Regions from separate parts of the Mus musculus genome. Here region 2 is linked to region 1. The links are chromatin contacts, called in public promoter capture Hi-C maps. All regions are on one chromosome and are shown on one strand. Each heading gives the region's core, a stretch centred on a gene start, on an enhancer-like site or on the middle of the called end of the contact. The rest is flanking DNA. Distances are from core to core; before and after follow the strand shown.

Region 1 (4,900 bases), core at 693-3,192:
CGAGATGGGGGTCGGGGGCGGATGATCCGAGGGGGCTTCAAGGTAGGGGGCGTTGCTGCAGGAAGAGACTGTGCAGACATCGTCTTCTGAGTGTTTCCAAGGAGTGGGGTGTTCTGCGGAAGTCATCCCCTGAGGAGGGTGGAAAGAGAAAGTGCCCCTTATTGTCCCCTGGGTGGAGAGACTGAGGCTGTCTGAAGCCACGTTTTTTTGTTTTGTTTGTTTTGTTTTTGTTTTTAAGTCAGGAGAGAAGGCTGATACATTTCCCTCCCTTCTCATCTCTACTGTCTTCTCTCTTCACCCCTCACCCCTCCTCATTCTGCCCCTGGACCTTCCTGGGCAGCTTTTCCTTTTTAAAGACAGCATCTCTCATTCAGCATCCCGGACTGGCCTCAAAACTTCTGTTCCTCCTGCCTCCGTCCTCTGGAGCTGTATCACAATGTCCAGCTTCTCTAGGATTTTTGCTGCCACAGTCAAGCCAAGAGGACGGGGGGGGGGGGGGGGGGGGAGGTAGGGACAGGCCGTTGGGGAGGATGGGGAGGCAGGGGTAGCAAGATTCAATGAGGAGAAATCACCTTGCTGGTGTAGTTGCTGTGTGTAGGAGTTTATGTAAGCGGGTGTGCGCTGTTAACCAGGGCTGGATGAGTGAGAGTTGAGTGTGCCCTGGGAAGCTGTGTTGTGGAAGAGTGGAGTCAGTCGTGGCTGGTCACAGACACATCAAGAAATATGTGGTTCGAGCACTGTGTGTGTGTGTGTGTGGTGTGTGCGGTGTGTGTGTGAGAGAGTGTGTGTGGTGTGTGTGGTGTGTATGTGTGTGAGAGAGAGAGAGTGTGTGTGGTGTGTATGTGTGTGTGAGAGAGAGTGTGTGTGTGGTGTGTATGTGTGAGTGTGTGTGTGTGGTGTGTATGTGTGTGTGTTTGTGTGGTGTGTGGTGTGTGTGAGTGTGTGGTGTATGTGTGAGTGTGTGTGTGACAGTGTTGTGTGGTGTGTATGTGTGAGTGTGTGTATATGTGAGTGTGTGTGTTTGTGTGTGTGCGTGTGGTGTATGTGTGAGTGTGTGTGTGAGAGTGTGTGGTGTGTATGTGTGTGTGAGTGTGTGGTGTGAGTGTGTGTGTGGTATGTATGTGTGTGTGAGTATATGTGTGTGTGAGTGTGTATTGTGAGTGTGTGTATGTGTGAGTGTGTGTGTGAGTGAGTGAGTGTGTGTGTGTGTGTGTGTGTGTGTGTGTGTGTGTGGTGCAGGAGCTGAGGGATGCATCACTGTTTCCCTACTCTGGCTGCCTCTCCTCCCCCCTCCCATTTCCCAGTTCCTCTCTCCGGACTCTCCCTTTCCGGATTATTTTTAGTCTCCTTTTCCTGCCCTGAAGATTCCTGGAGCCTCTGACCCCAGGAGACCAGGAGGCCCCAGCCTGGTCTCTTCTGCTTCCCATCCTCTTATTCCTGCCACACCTGGGTCTGGTCATAGAAAGAGGCTCCAGTTTGACTCTGGGTCCTGTCTAATGCCAGGGAGGTGGCTACAAGTTCAGGCTGAGGCACAGAACCAGCAGCCCAGGGACGGTGGGACCTGTGCTACTCTACCTCTTGAGGATCAGGAGGATGGGGAGAAGAGCTGGGACACAAGAGAGCCTCTAAATTCCCTATGGCAGTCAGAAATCATAGCCTTCCAGTCCCAGGTTAAGTTGAGAAAAGATGGCTATCAGGAACCCCTTAGATTGCAGCTCACTCAGTGGCCCCTGCATGGTGCCAATAAACCAACCAGTCAGTGTGGTTACCCAAGCTTGGCCTCCTGTTCCCCAGTCTCTGCACCTTCAGGGAACCCACCCTTCCCCATACCGGGTACCGCATGTTACTTCCTTACCCACTCCAGAATGAGCCCAGAGAGTCGGGGGACCCCAAGCACTTACCCTCCAGTTCCCTCCACTCCCAGTCACCTCCGAGAGCTGAGTGAGTAGGGGCAGGAAACAGGAATCCGATCCTCCTCCCAACCGGACACCACCACCCCCAGCCACACCAGGCTCCACATGCGCACACCGGGCCTAGAGGATGTGAGGAATCCGGCATCCAAGATGTTGGAGGTTAGAGAAGACTGGCACGCAGGTATGCAGAGGAGGCTAGTTTCCGATGCACCCTCACCTGTACTGCTGCGTGGCGGGAGGGGTGTGTGTGTGTGACGGTGCGGGTGTGTGTGTGGGAGGGTGTTCAAATGAGGGTGGGCAGCCCTGGGCAAGCTGGGCTGGCAGAACGGCATGACCATCTTCATGCCTCCCTCTTAGCTAAGGGATGTCTGGCTTGCACAACTGTCTACGTCCCCATCTTCCAACCTTGGTGTGAGCCAACCACACTTTGCACTGAGGGATCCTCTCTTCTCCACCCTCCCCCACATCTGCAGAGGCCCCACCCCACCCCACCAGGAATTTACCTCTATGGTTTGAGGTCGTTTTTTTGTTTTCAGCAAATCTTTCCCCTGTCCCTTCGGAGCACCAAATGCCGCCCAAACTCTCCAGATAACTGTTCCTGCGTCTCTGAGGCGGGAACTGAAGGCCCAGATTTCCATCTCCGCAGAGGAAGCCAGTGCCTTGGCCCCACCCAGCCATTGTGTCAGACCAGGGTTGTGAGTGTTGAGGGTGGTGGGGAAGGGGATCCCCTGGATCTGTAGAGTGACTTGCTGCTCACTATTCTGTGTTCCCAGTTCCTCGGGAGGCCCCAGCTCTCAGTGTTGCACTGGGAAGCTCCCACAGCGAATGTCCTGGAAGTCAATGCTGGGGGAGAAAGGAGGGAGGGAGACTGGTGGGGGTTGCAGGGGCAAGTTCCTGTCAGATGTTACTCCGTGGGCACACATCAAGACACTGGGAAGAAAAATCAGGTAAGCTTGTATTGAAAGATGGTTTAAACCCCTTCTTGCAGAAAGCCAAAAAACCTAGTCTTTCTAAGGGACCACACAATCTGCCCTATTTCCCAGCTTCTCCCTTCAGGCCTATTCCTACCTTAGGATTTTTGGAGTTCTCCTAATGCCTGAAAATCTTCCCAGAAATCTCCCTGAAGCATTTCTTCATGTTCTCTGGGCAGCTGGAAGGAACCCTCTCAAAGAGGTCTGTTCTGGCTACTCTAAAATTTCAATCCACTGGGCTACCTGGTCAGGTCTTGTCTCAAAAAAAAAAAAAAAAAAAAAAAAAAAAAGAAAGAAAGAAAGAAGAAAAAAAGAAAAAAATGGAAAGGAAAGGAAATCCAGGCTGGAGGTGTGAGCTAGCAGTAGCCCATTAAAGTGGTTTATGAGGCTCCGAGTTCCATCTGAGTGCTGCAGAGTGAAAGAAAGGAAACTAAGGGGGCTACAGAGAAGGCTCAACATTTAGGAACACATCCAAACAGACTTCCCACAGACAGCCTTTTCTAGCCTCCAAGGGCACCAACATGCATAGCACACATACACACACACACAGAGGCACATAACTGGAGATAATCAAGAGGAAGGAAGGAAGGACTGAGAGATGGCTCAGCAGATGAAAGCACTGCTGCTATTCCAGAGGACTCAAGTTCAGTTCTCAGCACCCACATTGGGTGGCTTACCACTGCCTGTCTCTCCAGCTCCTGGGGAATCGAACACCCCTGGCTTCCATGAGCCTCAGTGCTCACATGCACATAGCCATAGAGAGCAAGCACGCACATATGCATACACCCAAATAATTTTATATTGTTAGAAATAAAATCAGAAGCCGGGCGTGGTGACATATGCCTTTAATCCCAGCACTCGGGAGGCAGAGGCAGGCAGATTTCTGAGTTCGAGGTCAGCCTGGTCTACAAAGTGAGTTCCAGGATAGCCAGGGCTACACAGAGAAACCCTGTCTCGGAAAACCAAAATAAATAAATAAATAAATAAATAAATAAAATAAAATCAGGTGCCAGGCATGGTGGCACACACCTTGAATCCCAGCACTTGGGAGGTGGAGGCAGAGGCAGAGGCAGAGGCAGAGGCAGAGGCAGAGGCAGAGGCAGAGGCAGGTGGATCTCTGTGAGTTTGAGGCTAGCCTGGTGTACAGAGCAAATCCCAGGATAGCCAGAGACTCTGTCTATAATAAACAAACAAACAAACAAATAAATAACAAGGGGAGAGGTAAGTAAGAAGGAAATAAATAAAGGGGTAAAAAGAAAGATGGCTGGTACAAGATCCTCCTACTTGTCCAGCAAGCGCTGTACTTTGAGTCATCTCTCAGCCCCAGCATCCCTTTCTCCCTCGTGATCATCCATGTTCCATCCCACATGCTGAATTTACAGACTGGGGCTTTCCTCTTTCTATTACAGGCCACCATCCCAGTGCTTGAGAAGTGTAAGTAGGAGGCAGGGGGATTGTGAGTTCCAGGGCATCCTTCCTAAGCTACAAAGCCAGACTCTTGCCTTAAAACAAACATACAAGCCGGGCGGGCTAGCTGGACTCATTTAGTCTTCAAGCTTCGGTTTGAGTGAGAGACCTTGTATCAATATACATAAGGCAGAGAACAATGAAGACAGACAGCCAATGTCAACCTCTGGCTTCTACACACAGGTGCACTCATGTGCACATGAGACAAAATAGAGTGACAGAGGCAGGTGGGTCTCTGAGTTTGAGGCCAATCTTGGTGTACAGAGTAAATTTCAGGGCAGCCAGGGCCACACAGAGGAACCCTGTCTCACAAAAACAAACAAACCAAAACACATTGTCCTCTGACCTCGATATGTGTACGCTGTGGCACATGCCCCTTCATAAACACAATAATAATAATAAATTAAAAATTGAAGTCTTAAAGGAAAGAAAAAAATAAATTGCAATGCACTATATCATACCATATTATCAAACTTCCTGTGTGTGTGTAAAATGTATACTTTTATGTGTTTGCACGTGCGTGAGTTTCCATGAATTCAGATGCACATG
Region 2 (5,135 bases), core at 2,462-4,961, 1.5 Mb after region 1:
GACAATGGCCAGGAGGGACAGCACCGGTACCCAAGCTGGTGTGCTAGCTCCAGCTCCTGGTGCTTCTTGCTGTCTGTCATCTTGCTGTTTCTCATTTGCCTCAGCCTCAGGCCTAGCTTCCAGACCATAGCCTGAAGGGAGAGTGGTCATCTCCCAGGGTTGGGTGTGCTCTTTGTTTAAGGACAGTGCTCCTGATGGAAGAGTGGAGTGCTGAGTGCTCTGACTATGTGCAGGGGTGCTCGTGTCCGAAGGTGTCCCCTCTGCGGCCTCAGGGGTCTGGGTACTGGCTTGAGGCAAATGTTTTTGGTGGTGAAAACTCTTCCCATGACCAGTTCCACACTCTGGAGAGAAAACAAAAGATCAGTTACTAGAATGGCTGTAGAAGTATCTTCAAGGTATGGCGCTCTCTCTCTCTCTCTCTCTCTCTCTCTCTCTCTCTCTCTCTCTCTCTCTCTCTCTCTCCACACACACACACAGACACACACACAGGCACACACCCCACCACCCCTCCACCCCTAAGGGAAAAAAGGCAGATTAACAAGAGAAAAGCACAACAAATTCAAAGTTTTATGGGACACAGGAACCTTCAGAATAAAGTACAGGGAGAGTTATAGTGTGCTTAGACTAGATTAGGACAGTGGTATAGGAATATGACTGGACATAAAGGGTTCTCCTTAGTGTGGTAATGAACAAGGGACAACATTGAGATGTGGCATGGATTAAATCTCCAGTCCCCCAACTCCACTCCACAGTAAAGCAGGAAGGGGGACCAGTGTGGCTTTGTCAGATTCTTTCTGGCCTCCTTGTCCTAGCCAGGACTGCTATTGCATGAAAGATTTTATTATGTCCCGGTTTCAGGTGATGTCATAGAATTCCTGTATGGTCGGCTGTCCCAGAGAAAGGTGGAGGAAAGTCCGAGTGATTTGCTTTGCTGGGTCTCTCAACTGCTAAAATTCTCTATTTGGGAATTATGTTATGACCCCAGCAGAGGGAAGGGCATGGGTAGCATTCAGGGGACAGTTGAACAGCCGTGTATACAGCCCAGTGGCCGAGTTCTTGCCTAGCATGTATGAAGTGAGGCCCCTGCAGTTGGGGCAGGGCAGGGGAGGAAGCAAGTGGCAGAGGGACAGACAGGGATGAGGAAGTTCACAAACCATCAGATGCAGGCACAAGAGCAAGCAGGTGTGCTATCCTGCATGGGACTCTAGATGTATCTTACCCTCATCTACAGCCTTCTGGGACTTTCTTCAGAGTAAAAGGCCCAGGGTATCTGAGAGAGTTGAAGAAAACAATGTCTACATTGTCTCTGTAGCCTGAAAGGCAGTGAGTGGGGTACCGTTGATACCTCATTATAAACTAATGAGGAACATTTCTGGGGTTTTGTTGTTGTTTTGAGACAGGGTTTCTTTGTGTAGCCTGGCAATCCCAGAACTAGCTCTGGAGACCAGGTTGGCCTCCAATTTATAGAAATTATCTGCCTCTGCCTCGTGAGTGCTGGGACTAAAGGCACGGCGTCACCACACCCTACACATGTATTTTCTTTCAGAAGAAAAATACAGAGCTGGAGAGATGGCTTAGCGGTTAAGATCACTGACTGCTCTTCCAGAGATCCTGATTTCAATTCCCAGCAACCACATGGTGGCTCACAACCATCTGTAATGAGCATTGGATGCCCTCTTCTGGTGTGTCTGTAGATAGCTACAGTGTACACATATACATAAAATAAGTAATTCTTAAAAAAAAATACAATCTCTACATGAGAGGTGTAGCTGAAGGAATGCTGATAAGTTGTTTAAAAACTGGCTTATGTATCCTTAGGATTTATTCATTTCATTAAGTATTTGTTTGTTTACCTTGAAAGAAAAAAGATCAATAAATATTGAACTCAAGAGCCAACAGGAGGGAATGTACACCGTTAATCCCCAGCACTCGGGAGCCAGCGGCATTCAGATCTTTGTGAGTTTGAGACCACCCTGGTCTCCAAAGTGAGTTCCAGGACAGCCAAGACTTAAACAAAGAAACCCTGCCTAGGGCTGGGGAGGATCCCCCCACAAAACCCCAAAACAACAACAAAACAAAAACTGTAAATCAAGTATTACAAAATCTAGATGATGTGCATAGAAGCTGCCCATTGTAGAATTTTTTTCAACTTTTTGTTTTGTTTTTGAGGTAGGGTCTTCGTACATAGACCTGGCTATCCTGAAACTCATGTTGTAGACCAGGCTGGCCTCAGATTCACCAAGATCCACCTGCTTCTGCCTCCCAGAATGTTAGGGTTAAAGGTGTGTGGTTGAATTCTTTCAACTTAAACATGTTTATTTTCATCATGAAGTATTAGAAAATGAAAATAGTACCTTCAAGTGATTTCAGTGACAACACAGCAGTGAAAGTCAAGCCTGTTGCAGAGTCCTATAATCCCAGCTACTAGAGAGGTTGAGACAAGAAGATAGCAAGTTCAAGACCATCCCAGTCAACTTAACCAGACCCTGTCTAAAAATGTCAAAAAAAACCCGGGGAGCTCACTCAGGGGCAGTGTACACACTTAGCTTGACCAATCTTGAGTATAGTTTATATTAAAATAGTGACTTCAAGAAAATATTAAGTCGGGGGCTGGAGAGATGGCTCAGCGGTTAAGAGCACTGACTGCTCTTCCGAAGGTCCTGAGTTCAATTCCCGGCAACCACATGGTGGCTCACAACCATCCGTAATGAGATCTGGTGCCCTCTTCTGGAGTGTCTGAGGACAGCTACAGTGTACTTACATATAATAAATAAATCAACAAATCTTTTAAAAAAAAAAAAAAGAAAGAAAATATTAAGTCATAGCATTTGTGGTAGAACAAATTGGCCAAATCCAGGAAGATGACAGTAAATGATATTGGGAAAACACAGACTGAAGTGACAGAACTTCAGTGAAAGTTAAAAGGTTCTAACGAAGAAAGTGCTATGTGGCAGAGGCAAAGGGCATTGTAAGGTGGCAGCCTGCACCCTGATGGCCCACTGGAGGACAGAAAAGGCTCTCACCTTTGCGCTCAAAGCAGTCCACTAGTTCACGGACCCACTGGTCTTGGCTTCCCCCACACACGCTTTTGGACTGCAACTGGAACCTGCAAAAGGATCAATGTAGTCCACTCCTTCCCTTCCCTACCTTTCCTCATTCCAAAGGTGTGAAGTCACAAGAAGGTGAGCCCCACTACAGCTGGAAATCCCCAGATAAGTAAAACTAGAAAGGAATTAGGCTCCGGGACTTGGACTGGGTGTTCAGATCGATGGTCCCACACCTGCCCTGGGGGGAAAAGAGACAGTACCTGATAAAGAATGGACAACGATGAAATGCTTTCAGGTATTTTCGGATGTGATCCAAAGTACCCTGCGGTATCTGGGTGCCAGAAGAAATGGTACGATCACAAGAACAACTTCCAGCGACACTGCCCTGGTTGCCATCGCCTAATGGAAAAGGAATCAGCCTGGGTTCTCAGACTGAGGAATCTGCCCTTGTCCCAGTCTAATCTCAGACAGACTTTCCCTAGTCACCGCTGCAGCCCTGGATAGCTCTGGGCTGCGTTCTTAATCCCGCGGATGGACTTAGTGCCCCTCCGCAGTTTCCTTCAGGGGCCCCAGTCCCGCGTCCCACCCCCACCCCCACCCCCGACTAACCTGGCAGGGTCAGCAGCGCCAACAAGAAAAGGAAGAACGCAAGAGACAAGGGTCCAAAGCCCCGCCTCATCTCCGGCTTCTGCGGAGCTTGTTGGGACGAGGTCACCTAGCCGACATCCAGCCAATTCTCTAAAGCTTTCTCTTCTTCACCCTGACTGATGTTTTGCGAAGGCGCTGATCCGTGCCAAGCTCAGGAGGGGAGGGGGCGCGAGGTGGTGGCGCCTTCTGTCCCCCGGCGCGCGCTGTCCGGAACCGACCGTCTGGTCGGTACCGGGGAGCCCGCTTTGCGCCCAGCTCCCAGTCGGGGGACACACACACCCCTGCCCCGAAGGCGGAGCTCCAGTCTCCGGCCGGCCAGCCGTAGGGTCAGCCAAGACTATCCGACAAAACCGAAAGAAAATTTGGGCTGTAGAACCAGAGGAATCCGAGTGAGCAAGCTGTGGTTCCCGAAGAATGACTCGGTTGGGTTCGGGGATTTCAGCCCTCTTGAGAAGTCATCTGTCTGTCTGCTGGTTTGTAAAGTGGGTGACCCTCTAGATCCTTCCTCTGGCTCCAAGATGCTTTCACTTCCCTGGACCGCTGGGTCTCAGTAGGATCCAGTCACATGGCCAAGGTGAAGCAGTCAAACAAGTCACCAGACCTGTAGGAATGCCCACGCCCTGGCCTGATACTGCCTGACGTCACGACGGTCCTCCAGCACGAGGTATTTACCTTCGAAAAGTGGTGGCGGCTGTAGGTACCGGAGGAGAGGAGCGGCCGGAAAGGGGGTGGGGTTCGCACCAAACTGATCCAGACCCAAGAGATGCCTCAGTACTTACTCAGACCAACAGACCCCCAAATTTCCTCTTCTAAGCAAGCCTATCTCCATAGGATTAGCCTTACCTCGTGTCTTCCCTTAATTCAAATCTCACTTTAGGATTTGAATCATTGAGTTTTGTGCCCCAGGTACAATTTCATTCCTGAGTACTCCCCCTTTAACCCTAAACATCCACTTTCCAATCTAGCCTTCCTCCATTCTCATCCCTGCAAATCCTAGTCTCGGCTCCAAATATTCCTCTGTAAATCTTACCTCAAACCCACACCCTTCTCCCTTTTGCGACCCAGCCCAAAGCCTCACCACTACCCTGATCCTCACGATTATCACATATCCCTTTCTGCTCGGTCTGGGTCCAAGCCCTGAGTATCTAAAGACATGGAGTTTGTGTCTGGATACCGAGACGAGTTCCTCGATTTTGCTGCTCTTCTCTTTGGCTGGTTCCGCAAGTTTGTGGCAGAGAGGGGGACCATGGGGACCAGCCTTGAGGGCCGATGGCGTCAACTGGAGTCACAGATAAGGAGGCTGCCTCAGGATCCTGCCCTTTGGGTGCTCCATGTCTTACCAAACCGCAGTGTGGGCATCAGCCTGGGGCAAGGTGCCGAGCCAGGTCCTGGGCCAGGCCTAGGGGCTTCCCGGCTCCTGGGAGATGAGCCTCCACTTCA

What was found. Promoter capture Hi-C pulls out the DNA fragments that hold promoters and counts their contacts.
Region 2: a promoter capture Hi-C map of liver shows a contact between it and region 1, with 4 times the contacts expected there. The contact joins the promoter of Zmynd15 here to the promoter of Arhgef15 in region 1. A contact is called at or near these places in 2 of 39 promoter capture datasets (both in liver) and 1 of 484 Hi-C or Micro-C datasets (B cells).

The regions. Positions count from the first base shown.
Region 1 is chr11:68,954,945-68,959,844 of GRCm38.p6, forward strand. It overlaps Arhgef15 (Rho guanine nucleotide exchange factor (GEF) 15), which reads right to left and starts at 1,943. Exons shown (of 16, transcript NM_177566.4): 1 at 1,902-1,943; 2 at 1-129. The coding sequence starts at 80. It overlaps Gm32273 (predicted gene, 32273), which reads left to right and starts at 2,043. Exons shown (of 3, transcript NR_168013.1): 1 at 2,043-2,094; 2 at 2,450-2,860.
Region 2 is chr11:70,455,722-70,460,856 of GRCm38.p6, forward strand. Zmynd15 (zinc finger, MYND-type containing 15) reads left to right here and starts at 3,712. Exons shown (of 14, transcript NM_001029929.3): 1 at 3,712-4,359; 2 at 4,831-5,135. The coding sequence starts at 4,849. Cxcl16 (chemokine (C-X-C motif) ligand 16) reads right to left here and starts at 4,263. Exons shown (of 5, transcript NM_023158.7): 1 at 3,657-4,263; 2 at 3,308-3,446; 3 at 3,024-3,106; 4 at 1-341. The coding sequence starts at 3,726.